7 separate regions of the Mus musculus genome follow, and regions 1, 2, 3, 4, 6 and 7 are each linked to region 5. Evidence: chromatin contacts called from public HiCAR-type, HiChIP or PLAC-seq and promoter capture Hi-C data. All regions are on one chromosome and are shown on one strand. The core of a region is the stretch at or near the end of the contact, and the rest is flanking DNA. Distances in the headings are between cores, read along the strand shown. Region 1 holds the start of Nup35 (nucleoporin 35). Region 2 holds the start of Frzb (frizzled-related protein). Region 3 holds the start of Dusp19 (dual specificity phosphatase 19). Region 4 holds the start of Ccdc141 (coiled-coil domain containing 141). Region 5 holds the start of Ube2e3 (ubiquitin-conjugating enzyme E2E 3). Region 6 holds the start of Sestd1 (SEC14 and spectrin domains 1). Region 7 holds the start of Nckap1 (NCK-associated protein 1).

Region 1 (3,433 bases), core at 653-3,152, 1.8 Mb after region 5:
GAAGGTGGAAGGAAACCCATACTCCTCTTGTATCTCCAAAGAAACCAGGCCTATTGCTGCCTTGATAGGAGCCCTTTAAAACATAGTCTGGATTTCTGGCTTCAAAAAAATGTGGTTTTTTTTTTTTTCGATGCTTTAAGTTACCAATTAGTTGGTGATCCAGCACAAATCATGTGCTTTTGTCTCTGTAAAGACCATTGCTGAGTAAACACTGATTTATATGTACAAGATCAAGGCATGCATCTTTTGATATGTAGAACACACACTTATTTTAAAATTTATATTTATTTATTCTTTTGTGTGTGTGTGTGTGGGGGGGGAAGGGGCAGAGTCTGTATAGCTTTTGCTCTCCTGGAACTCACTATATACAGACCACGATGACTTTGAACTTGCAGAGATCCACTTGCCTCTGCCTCCTGAGAGCAGGAATTAAAGTTGTACAGCATTGCATTCAGCACACCCTTTTTAAAAAAGGTAAACTGAACATGTAAGTGGTTTTCAGATTTTAATTCTGGGTGGGTGGGTGGTGGTGCACACCTTTAATTCCAGCACTCTGGAGGCAGAGTCATGGAGGCCAGCCTATTTTATAAAGTGACTTCCAGGACAGCCAGGACTATGCAGGGAAAACAGGTCTCAACTGAACCAAACCAAACAAAATAAAATTGAATTCTAGGAATCTGTCATTTAATATTGGAATCATTGTGAAGACGTGACAGCCAGCTCTAACCCCATGGCGTTGTTGTATTGCCTGTACAGGAAGAAACCGCTGTCTCTCAGTCTGTAATGACACTCTCCTAAGAGCGGTCAAGTCTGTCTAATGATTCATACCTGACTTCTTTGTAGTGACTCACAAATTTAACACAGTATCAGGCTCAAGGCTGTTGGCTTTTGCATTTTTATTTTTATTTTAGATAGAATTCTCTGTGTAACCCTGGCTGTCCTGGAACACCCCTGTAGACCTGGCTGGCTTTGAACTCTTTGATCTGCCTTCCTCTGCCATCCAAGTGCTGGAATTAAAGGCGTGTGCCCCACTGCCCAGCCAAAACTAAATGTATGTTAACACACACATAAGCACATGAATATACATACTCTAAGGAGAGGTAGCAGAGTGAAGAGGAGAGCACACAGATGCCATGGGCAGGATGCCTGTGGCTCCAGGGCTTTCCTTATCATTAACATGGGCAGTGGTGACACATGCCTTTAATCTCAGCACTTGGGAGGCAGAGGCAGGAGGATTTCTGAGTTCAAGGCCAGCCTGGTGTACAGAGTGAGCTCCAGGACAACCAGGTGATGCAGAGAAACCCTGTCTCAAAAAAAAAAAAAAACCAAAAAAACAAACAAACAAAAAAAGCTACAAGAAATGATGATGGAAAACATATTTTGAGAAAAAAAGGCTTATATCAAGTGCAGGAATCAAGTTGAAAGAAAGGAATATATAGTTTCATTAAATGTACTTTAATAGGTGCTAGGGAAGTTGATGCAAAAATCTCACTAATTATCAAGAGAGCAAAGGAATCTTTATGAAGCATTAACAACAACATATTAGGAGGCTTTCCAAGATCTTTTTCTTCTTTTTTTTTTTTTTTTTTTTTAAATTTGGTTTTTCTAGACAAGGTTTCTCTGTATAGCCCTGGCTGTCCTGGAACTCACTCTGTAGACCAGGCTGGCCTGGAACTCAGAAATCCGCTTGCCTCTGCCTCCCAAGTGCCGGGATTAAAGGCGTGTGCCACCACTGTGGTTTACTAGTCTTAGAAGCAGACGTCTCACATTGCTCTCGGTATCCTCATAAAATCTTCCTTAGCATCCCAGACATGGTAAAGAAGGTTGCCCTCTTCCAAAATGGCTGAAGCGCCCTCAGCCTCCGCAGAGAGCATGACCGGAAGTTGCGCAACCCATAAGGCTGAGCGGCTCTTACGGTGATAAGAGTTTCCGCCATTTTTGAAAACTGGGAAGCTCATTGCTGGAGTAGGAGCGGCCGTTGCGATGGCAGCGTTTGCGGTGGATCCCCAGGCGCCCACGTTGGGTGAGTGGACCGCGGCTTTCCCGGCGGCACAGCCAGCGCGCTGTTGACCCGGAGGTGTCACACGCCACGGAGGGAGCGGGGAGCGCTGTGGCCGGTGACATCTGGGCGGTGGTACCCGGGAACCCGGCACGGCGCCCGGCTGCACTGTGGTCACCTGCCCCGTACCCCGAAAGCATGCACGAGGATGGGCGGTGAGCCACTGGTCGCTGTAGTAACCGGTTGCCGCTGGGCCACCTAGGTTTCTAGGTCGGATCTTAATGTCACAAAAGAAATTTGTATATGAATGCATGACCCAGAACCAACCTGGCTCGCCCGGCTCCCCCGCCTTTTACTTTGGAACTTGACTCTATTGGACGACTGCTGATTCTAAAGAATTATCCCCATTATTTGTTGGGGAAACGTTCCGAATATGCCGTATTTGGAGAAAAAACAAACCAATTAACATGTTGATTCTCCACTCCCGCTGAGTTTTGTGAGTAGTGACAATGGTCATATTCTACAACAGAAAACAAACAAAACCTGTCTACAGTTTCCTAGACGTATCGTAGTATTATTAGTTTATAACTCTCTAAGCTTGGTAAAGAGAGTAAGCATTGTATTTATTGTGTAGAACTAACTTTGTAGATTCAAAAGGCATGTAATGCTTGCCACGTTTTGGGTAAAAAGTTGTTTTAAGAATAGAGTTGCAGCCGGGCAGTGGTGGCGCACGCCTTTAATCCCAGCACTTGGGAGGCAGAGGCAGGTGGGATTTCTGAGTTCGAGGACAGCCTGGTCTACAAAGTGAGTTTCAGGACAGCCAGGATTATACCGAGAAAACTTGTATTAAAACCAAACCAAAAAGGGAAAAAAGAATGACATAACTTGATTTTGTTTATCATAAAAACTGAACCAATAATGCTAATAATGTAGATACACTGTTGCATTAAAACTTGTTTTCTGATTTTTTTTTTCATATTATTTAGAGATCAGGGCAGTTCCAGTTTTTCTGTCCAACAGTGACATTTTGGAGAGCATATTTTCAGGTGTAAGAAATGTGAACACATTCTTGTATATTGCCTAGCTTAGGCTCTGACTTTGTCTGATATTAACTGTTCAGAGTCACATGTTGCACGTGTTTTAGGTGTCTGCTGGTCTGACATCCTCTTGGCACCTCACCCAGGCACTCCTCTCTGAGGAAGTCAGTGAAGGAATTAACATTTAGGGGCAGAGATTGAGAAGTGGAATTTCAGACGTGCAGGATGCAGCAATCATTAAGCCTTTATGTTTAGTCATGAAGGAATGGTTAGTGGCAGTCTGGCTTCCTACTTTATCACGGTGTATTTAGGTAGCTGAGTTTTTTCTTGACCTAATTAGATTGTTATATAATGTGCAAGTGTATGGATGTGTTGTGTGTCCTGGGACTGAATTTAG
Region 2 (3,781 bases), core at 397-2,896, 1.6 Mb after region 5:
TTAGCAGGGCATAGCAATAATGTCCCATAGCTGTTTCATTCTGGATTGGAATCACCATCTATTTTGTCAAGAGAAGGGGAAATCTGTTGAAAGGCGATGGCAACCGACGAAATTGAGCTCTGAGCAGGCACATGTCACTAAGAGATTTCTGTATTAGCAGTTTATTTAGACTAAATTAGCACTTTTCATGATTAGAAGAAAATAGGGTTTTTTGTTTTTCTGATGTCTCCATACAATTGTAAGCCGTGAAAACACTAACGATCGAGATTGCAAAAGAATGCACCAAGAAACAGAAGAAACTCCAATGTCGTTAAGAGTAAAGCAGCTAAGCCCCACACGCAAAGAGTGGGAAGGGAAGGGGCGCTTTGGAGGTTGGGTGTGAAGTGTAGGGAACGGATGGATCGCTCAGATCACTTGTTGGAAGAGACTGCGTTTGTCTGGGAGAATGATAAAAGTGAATTTTGTTTTGTTTTGTTTTGCTTTTAAGTAAAAGAATAGGATTCAGTAGAGGAGTGTGCTTAAGGGGAAAGGTAAGGGCTCAGCGCAGAAAGCAAGCTAGCCGATAAAGACAAATAACTAACTTCTCAGAGGTCGGGCAAAGTTCAGGACTCACCCGCTCCGTCCGCGGTGACGATGGCCTCAGGAGAGATGCACACGCCGCGGTCGTACACCGGCAGCTCGTCGCAGGCCAAGCTTTCCGGCCACGAGTGGCGGTACTTGATGAGAATGGGCTCGCAGCCCTGTCGGGCGCGCTCACACACAGACTTGCAGGGCTTGATGGGCTCGTGCTGGAAGTCGATGGTGCAAATGGGTGCGTACATTGCACAGAGGAAGAAGAGAAGATCCGGGCTGCAGTGGGTGCCCAGCAGCCCTTCGAACTGTTCCATGGCCAGGATGGCGTTAGCCTGGGTGCTGTGGTGCAGGTGGTTGGGCATCTTGGTCATGTTCCAGGGAAGGGACTTGCACAGCGGGATGCGGACAGGCTCACAGGCTGCAGCCTGAGCTCCGGGCACCTGGAGCAGGCAGAGAGCAGCCAGGACTAGCAACCCGGCCCATCCTAGCAGCATCCGTCCCGGGCCGCAGCAGACCATGGTCCCAGCAGGATGGGGCAGGGCGCAGCCGAGCGACGGACGCGGGAGACACTTTCGTTCCGAAGTCTCCCCCTGCGGTTCCGAGGGGTGATCCCAACGACCTGGGGAGCTGCCCCCACCCCTGGGACAATCACAGTTCTCTTGGATCCAAGTGCTCCCAGGTCCGGTCCACTAGCTTGGCGGAGCCCGGTGCCTCGCTGCGCCGGCTGCTCTTCCCAAGCGTCTAAGCCTCTAGGCGAGGCAGCATCTATTTATTCCTCTCGCTCTGGCAGAGACATCAGCCTTAGCACATCAATCAGATGAGGGGGCAGAAGAGGAAGCCAGAGAGAAATAAAAACAAAAGTCAAATTCAGTTAAGGGACTCGGAGTTCTGGGGTGTTGCAAAAAGGTGTTGGAAGAAGCGATAAATTCTGCAAAGTGAGATGGATAGGGGACCTCCGAGGGAGGAGATTTGGTGGGGGTGGGAGGACTAATGGGAGCGGAGGTGGGAGTTTGCCAAGTCCTGCAGGGTCGGGAAGATCCTGCGAGCGGCCAGAGGAGCTCAGAGGAGGTCAGCGCCTTGGCTCGCAGCTGCGCCTTCCCACCTCGGCCGACAAGAGCTCCGCCCCGCGGTCCCCTGCCCTCCGGCTCCTCCTTCCGAGAAGGCTTTGAGTTTTCAGGGGACTGGAGTGTGAGACCCTGTCTATCTGTGATGCTGTAGCCCCAGGCAGCTCCCGACAGGAGCCGCACACCTTTCCCCACTCCACCCCCGGCTCTGGATCCATAGACGAACCCTTGGTCCCCACGGGAGAAACGGTCTCAACGCACCACAGAGATGCGCACCCCTGTATCCCGCCCCGCGAGCCCACACCGTCCCTCGTTGCCCGCAGCTCTTTCCTCACAGCAAACCCGAGCGCACCTCCGCCTGCAGAAAGTCAGACAGGAAGGCGCGAGCAAAGTCACTTTAAATGTCATGTCGCAGAGATAGCAGCCTCCTAAGAGCAATGGCAGGACTAATGACTTCGGGGGGTCTGTGATTGGAATAACCGTGGAGAAATTGACCCTCACAAAGGGAAAGAAATCGCAAGAGAACAAATAGACCCACAGAAACGTGGAAATGGTGTGATTCCTCCCTTCCCTCCTTCTTTTTTTTTCTTTCCTTCCCTTCCTCCCTCCCTCCCTGCTTCCTTCCGGGTTTTTCTTTGCCCTGTAGAATTCGAACTTTTGAGTTTTTCTTTTTTAAAACCGAAGCGTGGAGCCCACTTTAAAGCACTTGGATTCCGCCCCCCACCCCCAGAGTGTTCTTACTGAAAATTGCATTTATTATCTAACTCTTCCCACGGGCGGTTTCTTCTAACAGGGGAAATAAACGTGCAAGCAAAATACCCCACACAGGTAATGATAATAGTAAACAGGAGAACGGTTCCCATCCAGATGAGTTCAATACAGAGGAGAAAATAGAAAACAGATCCCTCCCAGGCTACGCCTCCCAGAAGTCTCCTGTTTCCACCCCGGCTGCCCCCTGGCTTTAAGAGCATTGTACGTGGGAAGTCCTGCCGAGGCCCAACCACTGAGCCCCTTCAGAGGAAAACCATTGAGCAGAGGGATTGCAGTGTCAGAAGACAGCGGGAGCACAGAGGCAAAACCTACAACAAAGCCGGACGTCACTAGAGCAGCCCTGATTTACCCAGCCTTCCGCACCGCCCACCCCCCTGCTGTCAATACTAGGCAGATAAAGTCTGTCTCTACTTCCCAGAGCACACAGTAGGATACGGCTTTAATCCCCTGCGCTGGCTCAATGGCACTTAGGGAATGTCAGTGGCTGACTTGAGTTTATGGAATTTTTATCTCTAAAATGATCATTACCAGCGGTTTGTGACTTCAATGTTTTCGGAAGGAAGTGTGTCTACTTCATAGGAAATCAACAACAGATGGTGGCTAGGGAGCCATTTAATTAATAAATAAACTCTGGCTGATGTACAATTATTTGGTGTCATATAAGAAAAGAAAGCCAAACATTATATAAATTAATTCAATGAAAAATGGCAAAGCACACACACACACATGCACACAAACACACAAACACAAATACTGAAAGGGAGATTTATAAACAGTCACTAAAAGAATATTTAGAAGCTTTATTAGGTAAAAGAAATAGGGATCTGTAAAAAATTCGAAGGTGAACGATGAACTCAAGAGGTTGTTAAACATATTTTGTGTTCATCTCACATTTTTTAGGAAGAAAGGAGTAGAGTGTTTGATGGTCGCATTGCCACAGGTATGAATGAACTTTGCTTCAGAGATAGATACCCACTTACCACCAAATCCTCTCACAAGCTCTCCCCTTCCACCAACCTCCCAACTTCCCCCTCTCTGTTGTTTTGCTTAGTTTTGTTTTTCTTTTTGTTTTTGAAATAGCATCTCACTATATAGCCCTGGCTGTCCTGGAACTCAGTATATAGACCCAGGTAGCCTGAAACTCACAGAGATCTGCCTGCTTCTGCCTCCCTAGTGCTAGGATCTAATGTGGGCACCATCACAACTGGGACTTGCAACTTTCCTTTAATCCAAATTAGTTTTTACTAAAACCAGAGATGGATTCGCATTCCTCCCAGAAGAGGATGTGTGCACCTGTCTGTCTGCTCCTGTGCCTTCTCTCTATTGTTTCTCATAAACATCTGTCATGTGTGCACAATATTCTTCGGCATCTG
Region 3 (3,807 bases), core at 949-3,448, 1.7 Mb after region 5:
CAACATATATGTTGAAGATGCATTTGTATATTGACTGATAATATTTGTAGTACTATCTGGGTCAGTTGGAGCCAATGACTGATTTGCTTGTAAACCTCTACTAGAGATTTCTATGAAGTATGTCATTCCTTCCTTAGGCGATGCTTTCAGTGCTGCTTGAAAGACACAGACACACACAGAGATGAAACACACAGTCAGGCAACAGATAGGCACACAACGACAGTCAGAGACACAGGTACAAGTACAGATACAGATACACAGAGACAGATACAGATATACAGATACTGGGACAGATACAAGGACAGGGACAGAGTGGCAAGACAGCCTCCAGTCAGGCACAGATTCAGACTCATACAACAGACAGAGGAAGGAAGCCATAGAGGGTATGACGTACATTTCAAATCTGGACTCACTCTTGGTTCAATGGACCCTAAAGGGAAGTACCTTTATTTGTTTTTGTTTTTGTTTTTGTTTTTGTTTTTGTTTTTGTGAGACAGGGTTTCTCTGTGTATCTCTGGCTGTTCTGGAACTATAGAGATCCACCTGCCTCTGTCTTCTCACTGCAGGGATTAAAGATGTGTGCCACCACTGCCCAGCTTATTTCTCTTTTTAATGTGATGCTGATACATTATTAATTATTAATCAGCATTAATCAGAGTTAATTATTACTGTATTTAATCCATGCAGCACCCAGTTCAATTAATATTTGTTAATACAGTTACTGTAATTTTGAGGGCAGTGCAGCATTCCATAGTAAAGAAACCATGTTTCTCCAGTTGTAAACTATATATATAGTTTGTGGTAAAGTAAAATGACATAATGTCTAAAGTATTGTTATATGCCGAGTGCATATCATTAAGTATGTGAAATTTGTTAGTAGAGTGCTGGGTATATAGTTAAGTGCTCATTGTTAGATACATGGATTGATTTATAGTTAGAGCTGTTTCTGAGGAGCCTGTGGTCAACTAAATGAAGCAAACAATTTACAGTTCACTTTGGAATCCCCAGTAGATATTGTGGGCAGATAACTCCATTTGAAGGAGAAAAACTTTGGCTCATATCTCAGGTGTCCATAACAAAAACTACAAACTGTGTAGCTTAAGCAAGAAAAATTTACTTCTTGTGGTTTGGAGGCCTAGAAGTCCAAAATCAAGGTGCTGGCCTAAGCAAGGCTCCTGGTGTGTTTGTTCCTCTTCCTTGACACCCACTTCTCCCAACATCCTTCCTTAATCTTGCTTCATCTAGTACAGTTTTCATGAAGCCATTAACCTTGTCGTATGTCTTAATATAATACTAATTATTTCCCAGAGGTCCTCGCTCCAAATATTTGAACACTTGGACTCATAATTCCAACTCATTTTGAAGGGGCACAAAAATTCAGCCCATAAACTTTGTTTCGAAAGCAACAAAATGTTTGTATGCAGTGCTGAAGAATACATTTTTCTAAATCTTAACGTTATGCACTGTACTTAAATGATCTTAAAATTCCATTTTATTAAGGGTTAATAAGGAAAATTTCAGTTGAAATCTTGCAGTCCCCGTTTGCAAAAAGCAATCGTCTTTTGTAAGCAGAATCGTCATTCTATTCATCTGTTTGGTAAATGTTTATGCTTTTCCCAACTACGTATAGACTTATTACCATTTACTCTGTATAAGGCGTTGAAAAGAAGGAATACACATATATTTTAACCCTTGCTAGTCTGTAGAAACATATACTTAAAACAACTTTTTAATGTAGATTCTATTCAGTTGGAGCCTCACTAGCAGACTCAGTGGTTCTATCTAGTCAATGTTTCTTCTAGAACTAACGGCAGAGAAAAAAGTGAAGGCAGAGGAAACGAGGGGCAGCCCCTGGGGCCTTAGGCTTTTGTGAGTGAGCCACAGGAGACTCACACTGGGGTGGGAAAAGGCCGTGAGGTCAGCTGCTGTCATCTCCGTAACCAGTCTAACACTTCCAGAAAAAACGAGACATCAGCTCTCTCCAAATGAGTCTTAGCAATGAATATTCCCCCACCCCCACTCCCGCTCCCCGGGTCCAAAACTAAGCTAAGATTAAAAAACCAAGAGTGAAGGAAGACACGCCCAGATAAAAAAGCATCTGAATAGATCCGGAAGACCCCCAACTTCCGTCAGATGAGAAACGGCATCCAATCGGCGCCCGTTTCTTAGCAGCCAATCAGCTCTCACCTTACAACGGTGCTCGGGAAGCAGGCCTGGGCTGTGCTCTTCTCTGGAAGGGGTGAGGTTGTCACTGCAGGGGCCAGCTCCAGTAAGTGGCTAGTGACTGACTAGCAGTGCAGTGCCTTTTTTGTTTTGTTTTTTATTTCTTTTTTCTTGAGCTTGCTGCTTTTCCTTCTCCGCTCATGTAATGCACTCCCTGAACCAAGAAATCAAAGCATTCTCCCGGGATAATCTCAGGAAGCAGTGCACCAGGGTGACCACGCTAACTGGAAAGAAACTTATAGAAACCTGGGAAGATGCCACAGTTCATGTTGTGGAGACAGAGCCCAGCGGTGGGGGTGGTTGTGGCTATGTGCAGGACCTTACCTTGGACCTGCAAGTTGGCGTTATTAAGCCCTGGTTGCTTCTGGGTGAGTAGACTGACTCGCCACTTCCTTGTGGAGTCCTAGGCTGGGTTCCTTTGCCATCAGCTTCCCCTATGCACACTAATTCCCTATGCACAATAATATCAGCTATCCTGATGTACAGTTGAAATGTTTACTTTTTTAGGTTAGGAACAAAATAGGGACGTGTCTGCCCGCACAACCTTCTTCTGAAAACATAGTAGCACTTTGACACCTGATGATTGAGTTTTAGAAGAAATGTTCCTCTGTTTTTCTAACTTTCTTTAAAAGATAATGGGATGTTGTATTTTCTTGTATTATAGAAAAGACTATATCCTTTAAAAAAAATGCAAAAAGCAAGTGGCTCCTTGGCTGTTGAAGGGATGTTGAGGGCACACGTCCTTCCTGTGGCTGCATCTGCTCGTGGTGCCTGTCTTTGGGTGTTAAACACAGGGCTTCTGCTTCATAGCTATGAACCCGATGGTCTTATTTCTTGTGCTATGGAAATACTGAGTTCGTATACAAGCATCGCCCACAGATAACAAAAGAAACAAGCTTGTAAGAGAACTCACTTGTTACCTTGTTGATCTGGGATGGTGTTCTGTAGAAACCAGCCTGTTCCATAAGTCTGCATTGGTGTGCATTTATGAATGAGAAATTAACACTTGGACACAGAACCAGGAGTTAGACACACCCACAATATGAACTATACACAGCATATAATTGTTTTAAAGATCTTCAAATAGGGATTATCTTTATATTACAAACAGGAATTGGCATTAATATTGGTTAAGTAATTTGCACAGGCAATAGATTCAGTAAATAGCAGAGATGTCCAAGGGGATTAGGTCTAAGTCTGACTGACTCTTGCACACCATCATAGTACTATGTTGTTTAAGGCTGGACTTACATTAGGTGTTCCAATTCATTTATCCTCTCAAAACTGCAAAAACCCATCTGCTTACATTATTTTTTAGTTTGTTTATTTTGTGTGCATGTGTGCATAAGTGTATGCGCGTGTAGTGTGTGTGTGCATGGCACTACACCTCCCCAGCTCCTGTCTGCTTTCACTGAAGGGACATCCTATAAGGTTGTTTTGGCATTGTGATTTTTTTTTTTCTTTTGGCAAAACTCAAGTCCCACCATGTATCCTAAGAACTGTCACATACATTTTCTCTAGATTGACTCAATGAATAGGACCAGATAAAATTTGCAGTTTAGAGAAAAGAAAAATACCATCTTC
Region 4 (3,772 bases), core at 587-3,086, 1.7 Mb before region 5:
TTTTATCCCTAGAACACGTTTTCTCATGGAGAGCAGGTTTGAATTCTTTAAACTCCCAAATGACAAATGTGTGCTGTGTGTGCGTTAGATGGTGATCAGTTCTTCACCATCACCGGAAGAATTCACACAAAACATCTCTAGACAGAGAGGGACACTTCACAGAGGTAGAGCGGGGTGGAACTTCACTATGGACCAGACCTGGGCTTTCCCTGCCCATCAATACAAACTTTGCTCTCTGAAGAGGCTGAAGTGCCTTTTCTTTGGAGATGGCAGTGGGGAAGGGAGCTGGAGAGGGGACCGTGAGTGGTTTTTCTGAGAAACAGAATCCAGCTTAAAAGACTTTTCTATATTGTTGTTAAAGTTTGTATGTTCGTTGTACCTCTGACTATCTCATAGGTTGTTGTTTAAGTATTGTGACTCCGTCTACTCTATGAATGTTTTAAGTTTGAGAAAAAGTAATGTTTACTAAAAAACAAAAAAGTCCTAGATTTGCTTCTCTTCCATCCCTGCTGGAATCTACATGTTGCCCAAAGCGTCTTTAAATCGTGTGCAAGTGACCTGATTGCACTGGGGAAGCCATGGTCCTTGTCATTCCCACTCACACCTCTGCTGAGGACAGGATGGGGAGTGGAGCTGAAGTCCTATTTGTTGTGCAGAAGTCTCCCAGTACTGAGAACCCCCCACCCCCACCCCCACCCAGCTAAGGCCTTGAGCAGGACCCTGCATTCCATGCCTCTTCAGAGAATTGCTTTGCTCAATGTCAAGCTCGGCTTTTCTCCTACACAGCTTCATGCTACTATACAATTTTGCAGCATGTAAATCCAATAGGCCTTGTAGCCAGGTATTTGTTTGTTTGTCGTTTTGTTTTACCAGGTTTGCTTTCATTAAACCTGAATTATTTGGGTGGCATAGTGTCTAAAGAGCAAGCTTATAGTCCAGAGGATCTTTCATGATGATTTCAGTCAGAGGAAAAAAAAAAAATCATGGGAGCCTCGTACAACCCAAAATAATGTGTGGCCATCTTTGCACAATTAGACATAAAACAATTAGACATAAAACACACAGTTAAGGCCCGAGTCACTGCACTTTCCTTTTCTCAAGAGGGAGAGGCAGTTTAATAAGTAGTCTGTGGCAGTCTCCATCCCCCTACAGTGGGAGAAGTATTTAGCGTTGCCTTTACCAGTGAAAACCGGTTCTGGGAGGCTTCTGGTGCATCCAGTTCTCTCAAGCTCAGGACAGTGCCCCACTCTGACCTGCCTCCCCATTCTCCATCACAGCCACTCAGAAATCTCAGGCACTGTCCTGGCCACCCAACTCTCCTGGAATTCCTCAACCTTCATCACATGCGCCTCGCCTGTAAGGACCAAACTGAAAGTACACAGTAAAGTTTGTTGGAAGGCGCTCTAGAGGCGTTTTACCCTGAAAAGCAGCTGCCAACTTGTTGGAACTTAGCAGTCCTCTGTCACGGATTTAAGTGGCGAAGATCACTTGTTATTTGTCATCTGCTCTGCATTATCCTCCCGTGCTCTCAGCCATTCCGCCAAGAGCCCCCCAGCCACACAGAGGAAAGCAAGCTGTGAGTTTACCTTGACAACGGCGATCACGATCTTGGAGTCCCCAGCGTGCACGGCTACAGAGCTGACAGTGGTGGTGGAAGCACCCACATGGGGACTTTCTTTGCAGGACATGGCACTTTAGAAGCAGGGCTTAAACCCCGAGCAGCCTTGGTAGTGATGCTGTCTGCTGGTCATGTCAGAAGGCTTCCACGAGGCTACCGGGACTCTTTCAGGGAACGCGCCTCTGTTCACACTGATTGCCCGGCCAAAAGGAAAGAACAGGAAGTTAAAAATAGACAGCCCCATTGAGCTTATCGAGAGGGAGGGGGAAAGGGGAGAGAGAGTTACACTCGCGGGGGGGGGGGGGGGGGGAGGGAGGGAGATGGAGAGAGAGACACAGAGACAGAGCACCACCCCCCTAGTATGGTAACAGAAAGTGCCAGTTATTTGAACCATTATCTGAAACTCGAGGGACAGCTTTGAGCTCTTTGCCTATCAGCTGATGTCTGATAGCTAATGGAAAAAAAAAAAACAAAAAAAAACTACATCCTGACAACCCAAATTAGTTTTGCCATCGAAACTAAACAGTTGTAGCTATGGACTTTGCAACCAGAAAGTCACTGACCTGGATATCAGTCTTTTCAAGTCTTCTTCGTGCAAAGAAAACTACTAAAAATGACTCTCTCTCTCTCTCTCTCTCTCTCTCTCTCTCTCTCTGTCTCTCTCTGTCTCTCTTTCTGGTATTTATTTGAGGAGTTAAGTATTTTTAAAACAACTCACCCAGGATTTATCAAGAACTACACATCTTCCTGGGATTTCTCTGTGACTGTTTTCTGAACAGTATTTTCCAATTCAGCCAGCAAACAGCTGTGAGAAAGCTCAGCACTTCCATGCTTCTTGTTAACTCTAAGAAATGTGTTTTCTTTGTAGTGAACATTTTGTTTCTTTTTTGTTTGTTTTTGGCTCTGCTTTGTTTAGCCTCCTAGACTGTTCTGGCTCCCCCCGCCCCCCACCTCTCTTTCTTTGTAAATCCCCATTTCTACCTGGAGAAAAAAAAATTTTCAACTAGCTTCAAATCAGAGTGAGGCTCACAGATTAATCCTATTGCTAGAAGCTCTGCCTCTGTCAGAAGTTGTCTGTGGTATTAAGCAGCAGCTGTTGGAGCCCTGTCAAAGAACAGCTGAAAATAACACCACTGAAGTTTAGGTCAGAGGTCAGAGGCAAACACATCAGAGACACTAACTCCAAATCTGATGAAACCACTGGAGAGCCCTGGGATGAAAGATAAACCCGAGGACGGAGCCATAAACGGAGCCAAAGGAACCCACTCCCTGTGTAGCCCCCCTTAGCTCTGAGTAAAAGCACGTTAGACCCTGGGCCGACAAGGCGGGGGCTGCGTAAGCAGTGCCACTGATTTCTTATGCTAAGGCTTATGAAAACATTGTTGAGTTGAAATGTGGGCGAATGCGTGCACACGCACACGTACGTGGGTGTCAGCAATTGCTCTTCTTTCCCTGGCTGCTCTGCATACTGTACACCCTTGGACCGGCGCTTCTGCTTTTCAGCATCTGCCTGCCTCTCTGATGAGATGGGAAACACACCAAGATCCCTGCTCCTAGATTGAACAGACTTCACCTAACACCGCGACGGCAGCAGCCGGAGTGAGCTAGCTCTGGTCAGCAGGCGCCAAGATCCTGGACAGTGTAGAACCTGTTCTGAGTGGTTTCAGTTTGGGGCGGGGCGGAGGAGTTCTCGGAGAAATAACCACTTCTGGACATTAAAGATAGTTTCTTCCACTGAGCCAGTATGTAACCGGGCTGGGTAAACCAAAGCAATTCAACTACAACCAGCTTTCAGCCCTAATGAGAGAGATTCAGAATGCCCATGGCTTAAACTAAATGCACAGCAGGTATTGCTTAAGTCCTTATCCATCTTGCCAACCAGAACGGCAAACATCAACCTGCATACAAACAGCACATTTTCACCCTAAGCTAACCCCGGGCTGCACGGCTCACAAGTTGCATAAAGGCCCTCACGAGTAGAAAGGAATTTGGGGCAGCAAGCTGCAAAGAGCGCAGGCTAAATCAGCTGCTCCATTCACAAAGCTTCACTTAGGATGGAAGACTGTGTGCAAAGGTTTGGAGGACAGCGAGGGACTTCTGGAAATGGCGGTCAGTTAGACAGAAAGGAGGGAGAGATGGCGAAAAGGAGAGCAC
Region 5 (3,795 bases), core at 1,128-3,627:
TTGCTTTCCCTTTGCCCTGTGTTAGGGATCAAATCCAGGCCCATGAGCATGTGGGCAAACACTTTTTTATTGAGCTATATATCCCCAAATGGTTTTCAGATATTTTACCAAGAACGTTTTCTTTATTGTATATACTTTCTCCAGGCCTACAGATCCCTCCAGGCTCAGTCTAATATAACTTGTCTTGGTTCAAGCCCATCACCACAACTCTGAGCTGCATTAATAACTCAGTTGTTTAACTTTAAAGAAACTTTTATTACATAAAGGTTGTCACATATTTGGACACCTCTCTAGGTCCTGTGGACCTAGCACAGGACACCTCTCTACTTTGTACACAGTTGCTCTCACTCTCCAATCTCATTTTCTTTCTCCTGTAATACAGTATTTCTTAGTCTTTATCTATTTGCTTTCTGACCAACTACACACTGAGCAGAACAAGTGCATTCCCAACTGCTTAAGAATTTGGTAGTTCCCAAATACTCCATCGATCTGGGCTCCATGAAACCAAACTCGCCAAAGATTCATGGACTTTTTGTTAACAATTAGCCTTTGGGCCTTCAGGCTATTTCTAGGGTATTGAATTTCCCTGAGCCTCTCACCTTTTAACACACAGCCAAGCTGCATCCACAACAATGCCCAGACTCAACACTGGCTGCCTGCTACTCAAGCAGTGTCTGTTACTTAATGTAAAGTTACTTAAGAGTGTTACTTAATGTAAAGTTGGGAGATGTCTGATTCAGACCCTGCCCATCTGCTCCCTTTCATTCTGTCAAATCGAAGTGTTGGGGGATTGATCCACAAACAGACCATTATCCCTCTTCACACATGACTCTGTTCAAACTGGAACACCCTTCTCCCCATCCAGGTGAATGTCAATAATGGGGTCTCTTTCCAGTCACTTGGCAGAGCTCTTGTCGGGGAGGGAGTAAGGAGACGGCTCTGGACACACGAAGCAGTTTATGTGCTTAGCATATACCAGGATATAGCTCGCTTGTGTAAGTTCACTGAATCTGTATCTTTGAAACGTTACAGATGTGACTTATTTATAGTTTCGAGTATTTTTTTTTTCTTTTTTTTACCAAAGCTCTTCTATTTGGAGGAAAAATAGTATGTTGGCTCACTTCTTTTCATTTTCCTTTCTCTTGAGCATTGGCTCATGTCTTATGGCTCCGCCATTCTAGTTTCTTCTGTGAACTCCTCCTCCCAGGACCCCTGGCCCTGAACACTCTTGAGAGAGGAATGCACAAATTCCTTCGAGGTTCCATCACTGGAACATGGTCTCAGGAGCGGCAAACAGGAAGTTTCTGGACTTCTGTCTATTTTGTGCTTGGGGCAAAACTGGACTCCACTTGGAAGATTCCGCAAAAAGCAAGGCAGGAGTAAACCAGCAACCTTCCTGATTCCTATCTAAAACTTTTAATGAGGACAGTGTCATATAGAGTCAGTCCCTCCATGGCTTCTCTATCCAGAAGTGGTCTCTCTCTCTCTCTCTCTCTCTCTCTCTCTCTCTCTCTCTCTCTCTCTCTCTCTCTCTCTCTCTCTCTCTCTCTCGCAAAGCAGAGCCCGCCGCCAGACACATCGGGTTATTGCCCCTAAACTTCCTCACTCCACTTTTTACATCTTGAGCGGGACATTTAAAACACAGTTTGGGATTTTGTAAGTTTCCAAAGCGTCCAGAGGGCAGTCCCCTTTTGGCAGCGCCATTGCAGGACGGGAGCCAGAGATTAGCCGAGGTAGGTCCCCTGGTCTCAAAATCCTATTCACCTCGCTCAGAAGCCCAGGACTCTACCTTGCTACTTCCTTCAGCTCAGAGGGGCCAGAAGCAGCTTTCCTTTGCCTGCGTGCCTGGCCTCCTCAATAACACCATTCATCGCCTGCCTCTCGGGGCACCGGGGAAGCCCCAGTCACGCGCCAGGGTTCTCGCTCAGGTACGGGATTCCCGGGGTAACCGCCGGCCCCTAACCTCAGGGGCGGGTAGTCCACTGGGCAGCGTCGGCCCGGAGGCGGGCTCAGGCCGGAAGCCACCCGCGGCCCCGCGAGACCGCGCCCCCGCCCCCGCCTCCTCGTCCTCCTCTTCCAGTACGAGCTCGGCGGCCAAGGGCGCAGGGGCCAGCCCGCCGGTCCCCGCCGCGCTCTTTGTCCCGGCCGCGCGCGGGCGGACGCGTGCGCATCTGCCCCCCCGCCCCCCAGCTCCCCAACCTCCGCCACCCCCCGCCCGCCACCCCCCACCCGGCGGAAAAAAAAAAAAAAAGAAGGCGCAGCGGGAGCGCGCTCGCGCGGGGGCGCGCGGGAGCCGCTCGCGCCCCCTCCGCCAGGCAAGCAGCGAGCACGCGCGCCGCCGCGCCCGCCCCTCCCCCGCCCGCCCGCTCGCTCGGAACTTGCTGACTGCGCGACCGGGAGGAGCCGAGCCGAGCCGAGCCGAGCGCAGCGGCGGGAGGCTGAGCGCGCGGGGGGCTCCCGCGTCCCTGCGCCTTCGCCTTCGGCCGGCAGAGCGCCCACCCCACCGTGGCTCCCGGAGCGCGGGGCGGCGCCACCCTCCGGCCGCAGCGCGGCACTGCACGGCCGCCTGCGACTTTCGATGTTCCACACTCCCGGGCCGGAGCCTCGGCGGCGGCTTCTTTTCCCGCCCCCCCGGTGCCCCCCCCAGGCTGCCTCCATTTCCTCAAGGAAGGTTCCTCGGCGCTCTCCCTCCCCCACAGCGTAGCGGCGCACGAGCGGGCCGGGCGGGCGGCCGAGGTAAGGCGGCGGGGCCGGGGCCCGCGTGGGGGGCGGCGGGGGCGGGGGCGGCAGCTTTGTTCGCGCCGGGCGCCGCGCTCCTCAGTCCGCCGCGCTAGTCAGTCAGCGGCGCGGGGCGGCGGGTCCCGCATCCCCCGGCGGGCGGGCGCAGTGGCGCGGTCCCCTGCGCGGCCCTCCCCACAAAGGACCGCGGAGCTGCGTGGCCCAGTGCTCGCCCCGGGGCGGGCCGCGCCAATTTGTTGCACTTCTGGGGGTGGGGGGTGGGGGAGGGCTTTTGTTTGTTTGTTTGTTTTGCCCTCGGGGTTTTGGCCGCTTTGCGGATTTTTTTTTTTTTTTTTAAAATAACAAAATGTCGGTCGGTGAGGGAGGAATTGAGCGGGGAACGTCGATGGCACCGGGAGCTTTGCAGAAGGTGCAGTTTGGAGCCTGCCCTTCCCCGGGTGGCAGCTCGGGCTCGGCCCGGTGAATCCTCGCCGCCGGCCGTGGGGACGGCTGTGGGGCGGCTGCCAGTTGATTTTTTTTTTTTTTTTAAATTCGAGTGCTGTGTTCAAAGGCTTTCGGTGCGCACGGGAGGACCCCGTCACCGTAAATAAGCATATGGGCGACTAACGGGGTATGTTTTTCCTCTGGGAAGGAGGATTTGATCGCTCAGACCGGTGTCAGCCTGTAAATATTTAGACGGTATTAGTGACTTCTGAACATTCTCGGCGAGATCTGTTATTTACAGTTGTCATATGTTATTAATGCCCGTTGCCCAAGTTCCCTGGCAAATCTGTTTCATGCCTTCTGAGAAAGTAGACAATTGATAGATTGTCCAAGGGATGGGAAAAAAATGTGAGTGGGTTTTCCAACTTGCATTTTGGTAAATCCCTCAACGCCTGCATTATAAATTATGATACGTATCAGATTCCCTGTAACGTGCTGCACCCTAAGTACAGGGACTTTCGAATCCTTTTCAATAAAATACTCTCAAAGGTGCTTATTGAGAAGTGCATGCTGCTATTTTTTTTTAAAGATCTAATGTTTCTCCATGGGTCTCTTCTCTCCTTAGAAGTTTTC
Region 6 (3,445 bases), core at 712-3,211, 1.6 Mb before region 5:
AAGCCAAGACCACCAGCCCAGAAACAACATCAGCCCCCAGTGGCCTGGGCCCTCCCATACGTATCATTGGTCAAGAAAATGCCCCCACAGACATACAGTACGACCATTTGATAGAGACAATTCCTTAAATAAGAGTCCCTCTTCCCAGGTAAGTCCGGTTAACAAAACTAACCAGCACACTAGTAAACGGCCTACTCCTACCCCACCCCCCAAGATATTACTGTGTTTGCTTTCCAAAGCTAAAAAAAAAAAAAAAAAAAAGCTTTTGGAAATAAAAGACTACACATGAATGGTGTTTTTAATAAAGTGAACTTATTCCAAAGAAACTGTACAAATCTGCTATTATCTTGTTCCTTAAAAAAAAAAAAAAAAAACAAAATTAACTGTGTTTGTTCTAAGGGAATTCTTATAGAATACATATGTGTATACATATACATACATCAAAATGGGATTTTTTTCTCCACTACATTAGTGAGAGTGCCTGTTTATAATACCTTTAGGCACCTGTCAATCAACTGAAACCCAGGTAGACCCTTCTTTCTGTCCTTGTATGTTCTGCAATCTGCTTCCATCACTGCATCCTAATCTCTTCCATGGACCAAGGCTCATTCACAGTGGTTAAAATGCAGGTAAACTTTAAAAGCATAGAGTAGGGCCAATGTTTAAGGTTAAATTGATCTGGGATGTCTGAATACATATTTAGCAAAATGATTTCCTGGAATTGGGGATATAAAAACAATCAATAGAGATGTGCAAATGCTTAGTAATTCCTTTGGAGTTTTGTTGTCGTCATTGTTACAGGGTAAAGGCAGCCACCAAGTTCTGTCCACAAAAAAGTATTATGTATAAAGGCTTCCTGGTTCTAGAACAAAGAAAGTATTTTATTGCCTAAAGCAAAGGGAAGATATTTTCCTTCTATTTAGTATTGTTATACTAAAATAGCATACCAATGAAACCAGCTAGGTGTGACAAGTCCCAAGGTTTGTAAACAAAGATAACTGTTCTTTATTGTGATTTCTTCCTTGATAGGGGTAAATCCACCCCCCTAAAAAAAATAAAATAAAATTGATTCAACCAAAGAAAACCACAGGGATTTTCCAACATGGGGGGTGGGTACCCTGAATGACAATGTTAATGTGAGAGATTGTCAAACTGCTGGCAGGCATGGTGGGTTATGCTGGATACAGACAAAACCTAAAGACAGCTAGGACCTGTCAAACAGCAGCTGTCTAGTTATTCCCACAGCAGAATTCCCAACTTCTCTGGGTGAGGGCCATGTGTGAGAAGGTGTCAAAGCCTGGAGAGTCAAGGGGTCGTCAGTGTCTGTATGCCCAGCCACAGACAGGGTGAATCCCACCATCCCCTCCAGAGCCGGGCATACTGAGACTGTCCTTCTTTCTAAGGGACACTAGATATCTCAGGTCCCCGCACCCTGGCCAAGTATCTCCGGCCTCCCTTTGTGGCCCTCTGTGACTGGAGGGCTGTGACCCGCCCGCAGGCCCCGGAGAAGCCGAGCCCTACGGCAACCCCGGAGCTCCGGCCCTGCAGCCCGCGTCCCGCACCGGCAGCTACCGGCACACACAAAGGAGCGGGCCGGGATGCGGGGGCGCGGGGGCTTGCCTGGGATGCTCGCACGCGGGGAGGGAGTGGAACCCCATGAATCCAGGCTGACACTCAAACCTGTTGCTGGATTCGGGGCCCAGGGACCCCGCCAGGGCGCGGGCGCAACGGGTGCGGGCCGAGGCCGAGGCGGCGGGAGCGGGGAGGGCCCGCGGGGCTCGCACCTCGGGCGCTTTGTCTGCGGCGGGCGCGGACCAGCCGGCGGCGTAGCAGGGTGGGGGAACCGCCGCCGCCCTCCCGCCCGCGCCACGCGCGTCCCTGTCCCGCGCGGCCTGCGCCCCCCGCCCCGCGCGGCCGCACTCACCTGGCTGGCGCGGGCCGGGCTGGCGGGCGTTGGGGACGACGCGGGGACGCCGGCGCGGCGGGCGGAGAGCTGGGCGAGGCGGGAGGGAGGCGGGCCGGGGGCGGAGCGGCCCGGGCGGCGGGCCCGCGGCAAATCGCTGCCCGGCCCTCCGTGCGTCAGGCTGGGGGGCGGCGGCGCGGGTGGCCCGGCCACCTCCCGGCACCCGCGGCCTGGCCCTGTCCGCGCGACCTCGCGTGCGCCCGTGGCGGCCGCGCGGAGACCCCGCCCGGCGCGGAAGGGGGCGGGGCACTTGGGATTGACGTCCTGTGGTCCCCACCCCGTAGAGCTTGACCGCGTGGGTGGTGGAAGCTACCCGGGCCGGGGGTCAGGAAGTGTGGCTGGAGTGGTCCTAACACTCTTTTATTTGTTTTCTCCTGCTTCACCCATCTCCCACTTCCATAGTCTCTAAGGTCTCCCCTAGTGTAGAAACCCCTGTGTGCTGGGATGCCTGTGGTACCATGCACACAGGGTTGGAAACTGGAGGGGCAAAAGCTGGTTGGGATTCCAGACTTTTGTTTGACTCTGGGGATCTTTCTATTGGATGATCCAAAATTCACAAACGGGGCTTTCTGACGATGACTACCTCAGTATCCTCTTTTATTATTTTATTGCACAAGTCACTTTTAGGTCATTTCCTGAATTCAGTTCAAAAGAGTCATCCGCACAAAACCACAATGGCCACATGGTCGCTATGCCTGGTCTTCCATAGGATGCACAAGGCCACCCCAGTATAACCCAGTTTCGTTAACAATCTCTCTCCATTCCAAATAAGCACCCAACTTTCTCTGTTTAAGCTGCTTGGCTGAAAATAGAAGAGCAATTTCTTCCTGTTAATTCTGGGTGACAAATCTGTGTCTATTGCTACTACTTGGTCAAAGAAATCCTACTGTTAGCCACTCTTGAGAGCCATGGCTTTCTAGATTCACTTCTGCTTGAGTTCCATGTAACTGCCAACCCTCCCCCGGCCCCCAATCGAAGCCCAGCGTGCCTCTTCTGTATCTAAAAACCCTCATAGGTTGTGTATGTAGACTAGAATCCGCAGTAGACTCCACAACCTCTTCACCTGCTGTTCTATCTTCTGCCACATCCACACACCACACAGATTCCACAGGCTCTGAGGCTATGCTTCCATAGCTCCTCCCACTTGAAATCCATCCCTTGCATAGCCAGATGAACTCCTACCATCCCCAAAGACAGCTCATGACTTCTTCCTAGTACTGGCTCACAGGCCAGCCTCATCCCACACACCATAAACTAGACACTCTGTCCTCTCTACTTTCATAGAACCTTTGAGTTCCTGTGATTATCTTTACTACTTTCTTTCTTTGGTGGTCTTTTCTTCCTGGACCGTGTGATCCTTAAAAGAACAGAGATTTGACCTTGCTCATTTTGGGTTCCCCAGGGCATAGTACAGTGCTCAACACAAGGAAAGTTCTCTTTAACTGTTGAGATTAGGTCGTTATCTATCCAACAAAAAGTGTC
Region 7 (3,875 bases), core at 1,346-3,845, 1.7 Mb after region 5:
ATGCTTATAAAGCTTTAAAATCTAAAAGAAAAAATAAAAGTAAATGAAAGATTATGTGATTTATACTGTCATAATAACGTAGATAACATGAACCTTATACGCACATGGGGAACAGATCTTGCTTCTTTGGCAAGATATCTGAACAAATGCTTCACTCTGTAGCCAGCTGGGAAGAGGTAGGCTGGCAATTCCACAGGCTAAAGGATTCAAAGTCAACCTAAAAGGCCAGCAAAATGGCTCAGAGCAGAAAGGCACTTGCAGCTAAGCCTGATGGTCCCAGGAACCCTCTGAGGTGGAATAAGAATGTTCTCACAAGCTCTCCTCTAACCTCCACACACATCTGCTCTCTCTTCCTCTCACAAAATAAACATCAGATGCATTTAACATGAACACTGTCAATTTCAGCCAGCTCTGATCAAAGCCTTGTGAGCTAGATAATGCCCTCAATATTACTCTTCCCATAAGGAACCCAGAAGCCAAGGAGGCAAAAAATATTTCAAAAAGCTATAAAAAATATGTACGTGCTGAAATATACAGCATTTCTGTAACTCAAATGCTTGGCAATTAGGTCAATCACATTCACGCATTTTCCATTCTAGTCAACACAAGAGCCTGAATGAAGTTTCTCAAAACAGGAAGTGAGAAACACTGAGAAAAGGCAGCGATCTGGAATCCGAAGTTTAAATGCTTAGAATTCCACTTACTATTACCCATGGAATTAAAGTATCAAAGTTTGTTTATACTTATACTATAAAAATGTTTAGTGACTTGGCCAAATTAAAGACAGTATTTTACTCAAATACTCAAATCACTTTTAAGGTTACTCTCACTTCCTCTTCTAGAAACCATCATAACCATTTCCTCTAACCACAAAACCACAGGTCTGGTAGCTTTTAGGAACATTTGACTTGCTGGGGTTTCGCATATAGAACTTAATTTCCAAATTTCTTAAGCAGTGAAATTCAAAGGCTCTCATCACTGCAACGTATACAAGCTTAATTCTTCCAACCCCCATGAAGTTACGATCAAGGGGTGGATGTCATGGTCATGGCACAAACGCAATGGGTTCTTCCTAGCTCCAAACTGTGCTGGGTGTAGAGACAATCATTAAAGCCAAGTGAGTAACCAGAACAACACAGCTATCCCATTCCCAACGTTTACTATTATTCATTTAGAGAGTGTGCTTCAGAATTGCAGTGTCAAAAGCTAACTGTATAAACTGAATAAAACAAGTTTATACTGGAATGCTTTGATTCTAAATTTTAAAAAGAATCTTCAGGATACTCACAAGCAACCTATATCCTTTTGATATGGTCAAAAGTATATTTCACGATATATAGATAGATAGATAGATACACACACACACACACACACATATATAATTTTATAAACAAGATTATTAAAGAAAAGACACAGATACACAGAACCCCGCAAGGATGGACTGGTATAAAGTGTACCAAAAGGAAACTTTTTCTCTTTACCAAATTCAGTGAGGCTTAAAATAAATGGATTTGAGGTTGTTTCCCTCTAAGGTAAATTAATGGCAATCCTTTTCCACCTTTAGATCTACTTTTCTTCACTTCGATACAGCCTTCCACTCCCTAATCTGAAGACACTCAGATTTTCAATGGGTCCACTGTCTAGTTGCTCAAATCCTCGTACTATGTTGCGAAGGAGATAGCAACGGGAGCACACTCGGTCTTTATTTTATACAGCCATTGTACTTTAAGGAATGGTGCTTTGGTGCTAATCAGATAGGGTTGGGAAAACTAAAATGAGGAGGAGTAGGGAGTAAAGGTGGTTATTCCTGTTCTAGTGACTCACAGCCTACAAGTATTTCAGACGAAAACCGGTTCCACCCTCACTTCCCCCTCCGGTCCATCTTCAAAATGAAATTATCCCAAACGTCAACACGCTGTCGTGGGGGTGAGGGGCTTGATTCAGGGAACGAAAAATCAAGTGGCCAAGTGGGGACCAGAGGGTCGATCGCCGCATTCCCACACTCGCAAGCCAAGAACCCCGGGCCCGTTCGCCGCAGCCCGGGAAGGCCGCGCGCCCTCCTTTCCTCCCCGCAAACCAGAGCGCCGCGGCGGCCATGCGCGGCCCGGCCGGTTCCCGCCGCCGGGAGCCGGGAAATGGCTCCCGCCTGCCCGCCCCGCGGCTCACTCTAGGCCGCGGCGCATCCCGGAGGCCCCGCGCGAGCAGGCCGAGCTGGCGCCCGCGGCCTTTTCCCCCGCCGCACCCCGCCCGGCCTCGCCGGCCCGTGCGCACCTTCTTGATGTTGTAGAGGCGCGTGAGCATGCCGACGCCCCGGTCGTTGAGGATGGTGAGCTTCTCCGCCAGCTTCTGCTGACTGGGCTGCAGCACGGAGCGCGACATGGTGCGGCCGCCGCCGCCGCCACCGCCGCCGGGCGCGCTACTCCCCGGCTCGCCGCCTCCCTCAGGCCCGCCCGCCTGCCCGCCCGCGACCTCCGCCTCAGCGCGGCGCGCCCATGCCGTGCGCCCACCCGCGCCGTGACACAGCAGCCGCGGCGCTCGCTTCCGCCCGCCGCCCTTCCGCCTCCACCCGCGGCGCTCTCCGCCCCAGTACACCCCCCACTCCCGGGCCGCCTTTCCCGGCTCCTCCGCTAGGTGTGGCGGCGGCGGCGGCGGCTGAGAACGAGTCGGCTTCCCGCAGCCGGGACCGGCGCTCGGTCACCTGATCGGCCGCGCCGGCGCCCCCGCGAGGCCGCCGGGAGAACTGCGGCCGGAGCCCGGGGTCCGGAGCGCCCCGCCCCGCCTCCTCCGCTCCGGGGACCCCCAAGCCGCGGTCCTGGACTTCCCCCGAAGTTGTCCCCGCTCCCCACGCCCCAGGGCCCGCACCGCCGTGGGGACGGGGACGGTGTGTTTCGGGAGACTTTGGCCCCGAGAGGAGCCTGGCGGCTCCGAGCTTGTTTTCCTCCCACGCCTTGACAGACGCTCCAGGGAGAACGCGGCAGATGTGTGCTCCGCACGGCGGGCAGCGCCTCGCCACCTCCCGGTGCTCGCTCCCGCCTCCAGCTGGCTTCGGAGGAAGGAGGTCGGAAGTAAGGGCAGCTCGAGTTCCTTAGATTATTATGAAGGGACTTATCATGGACCAGCACCCATCCGGAGGAGACACGAATAGGCTCTGGCATGTGGTAAGCAAAATAAAAAAGCAAAATAAAAAACAAAACAAATTTTGTTCCGAGTAAGAGGGTTCGCTCCCAGCCTCCACCATAAATCCCAATCGTTTCTGGAATTCTACTTTTCCACCCCATCACCAACCAAATATTGTTTGTCATCATCTCACTCCGTGTCCACTCCTCATCACACAGGGTTTCAAACTGGAACAAATTGTGTCTCCATGTGAATGACTACAATGAAAACTTGCACTCCAGGGGACTTGGGATATTTGGGGCTTTACCTAATATAGTCTAATTGTGTATCGTATTCATGAATTTAAATCAATCAACCCACCACCTTCTATAACAAGGCATTCTGAAGTTAGTAAGAAAATGGATTCACAGGCGGACAGTGGTGTTGCACACCTTTAATCCCAGCACTTGGGAGGCAGAGACAGACAGATTTCTGAGTTCGAGGCCAGCCTGGTCTACAGAGTGAGTTCCAGGACAGCCAGGACTATACAGAGAAACCAGTATTGAAAAACCAAAAAAAAAAAAAAAAAAAAAAATGGATTCACCAAAGCAACTTTGTAGTGAAATGTAACAAATTGTTTCTAAGACATTTTAAAAAGCTACTGTAGCGCCTAGTCTTCCAGAACTCTACCAGAGAGTATACAGAATTCCTTAAGGGCTGTTTAATACTCCTGGTGAAGGCTGGGCATGGTGGCACATGCCTTTCTTCTCAGCACTTGG

The links. Promoter capture Hi-C pulls out the DNA fragments that hold promoters and counts their contacts. HiCAR-type assays count read pairs that join an accessible place to other places. HiChIP or PLAC-seq counts read pairs in DNA pulled down with a chosen protein or histone mark. Capture Hi-C pulls out chosen DNA fragments and counts their contacts.
Region 1: a contact with region 5 is called in a promoter capture Hi-C map of pre-B cells, with 6 times the contacts expected there. The contact joins the promoter of Nup35 here to the promoter of Ube2e3 in region 5. A contact is called at or near these places in 2 of 39 promoter capture datasets (liver and pre-B cells).
Region 2: a contact with region 5 is called in a promoter capture Hi-C map of second pharyngeal arch cranial neural crest. The contact joins the promoter of Frzb here to the promoter of Ube2e3 in region 5. A contact is called at or near these places in 5 of 39 promoter capture datasets (the 3T3-L1 cell line, cranial neural crest, liver and 2 more).
Region 3: a contact with region 5 is called in a promoter capture Hi-C map of liver, with 8 times the contacts expected there. The contact joins the promoter of Dusp19 here to the promoter of Ube2e3 in region 5. A contact is called at or near these places in 3 of 39 promoter capture datasets (the C10 cell line, liver and pre-B cells) and 1 of 9 other capture datasets (liver).
Region 4: an H3K4me3 HiChIP or PLAC-seq map of embryonic forebrain shows a contact between it and region 5, with 6 times the contacts expected there. The contact joins the promoter of Ccdc141 here to the promoter of Ube2e3 in region 5. A contact is called at or near these places in 1 of 39 promoter capture datasets (liver) and 1 of 115 datasets of contacts at active chromatin or transcription factors (embryonic forebrain).
Region 6: a contact with region 5 is called in a HiCAR-type map of astrocytes, with 4 times the contacts expected there. The contact joins the promoter of Sestd1 here to the promoter of Ube2e3 in region 5. A contact is called at or near these places in 4 of 39 promoter capture datasets (the 3T3-L1 cell line, 3T3-L1-derived adipocytes, hippocampal neurons and 1 more) and 2 of 115 datasets of contacts at active chromatin or transcription factors (astrocytes and embryonic stem cells).
Region 7: a contact with region 5 is called in a promoter capture Hi-C map of 3T3-L1-derived adipocytes, with 6 times the contacts expected there. The contact joins the promoter of Nckap1 here to the promoter of Ube2e3 in region 5. A contact is called at or near these places in 4 of 39 promoter capture datasets (3T3-L1-derived adipocytes, liver and pre-B cells) and 1 of 9 other capture datasets (adipose tissue).

What each region holds. Positions count from the first base shown.
Region 1 is chr2:80,636,910-80,640,342 of GRCm38.p6, forward strand. It overlaps Nup35 (nucleoporin 35), which reads left to right and starts at 1,903. Exons shown (of 9, transcript NM_027091.4): 1 at 1,903-2,023. The coding sequence starts at 1,984.
Region 2 is chr2:80,445,750-80,449,530 of GRCm38.p6, forward strand. It overlaps Frzb (frizzled-related protein), which reads right to left and starts at 1,647. Exons shown (of 6, transcript NM_011356.4): 1 at 614-1,647. The coding sequence starts at 1,091.
Region 3 is chr2:80,615,016-80,618,822 of GRCm38.p6, forward strand. Dusp19 (dual specificity phosphatase 19) reads left to right here and starts at 2,199. Exons shown (of 4, transcript NM_024438.4): 1 at 2,199-2,591. The coding sequence starts at 2,369.
Region 4 is chr2:77,168,799-77,172,570 of GRCm38.p6, forward strand. It overlaps Ccdc141 (coiled-coil domain containing 141), which reads right to left and starts at 1,837. Exons shown (of 24, transcript NM_001025576.3): 1 at 1,587-1,837. The coding sequence starts at 1,688.
Region 5 is chr2:78,866,670-78,870,464 of GRCm38.p6, forward strand. Ube2e3 (ubiquitin-conjugating enzyme E2E 3) reads left to right here and starts at 2,378. Exons shown (of 6, transcript NM_009454.2): 1 at 2,378-2,736; 2 at 3,788-3,795.
Region 6 is chr2:77,278,631-77,282,075 of GRCm38.p6, forward strand. It overlaps Sestd1 (SEC14 and spectrin domains 1), which reads right to left and starts at 1,962. Exons shown (of 18, transcript NM_175465.6): 1 at 1,925-1,962.
Region 7 is chr2:80,578,587-80,582,461 of GRCm38.p6, forward strand. It overlaps Nckap1 (NCK-associated protein 1), which reads right to left and starts at 2,596. Exons shown (of 31, transcript NM_016965.3): 1 at 2,272-2,596. The coding sequence starts at 2,379. It also overlaps the pseudogene Gm13688.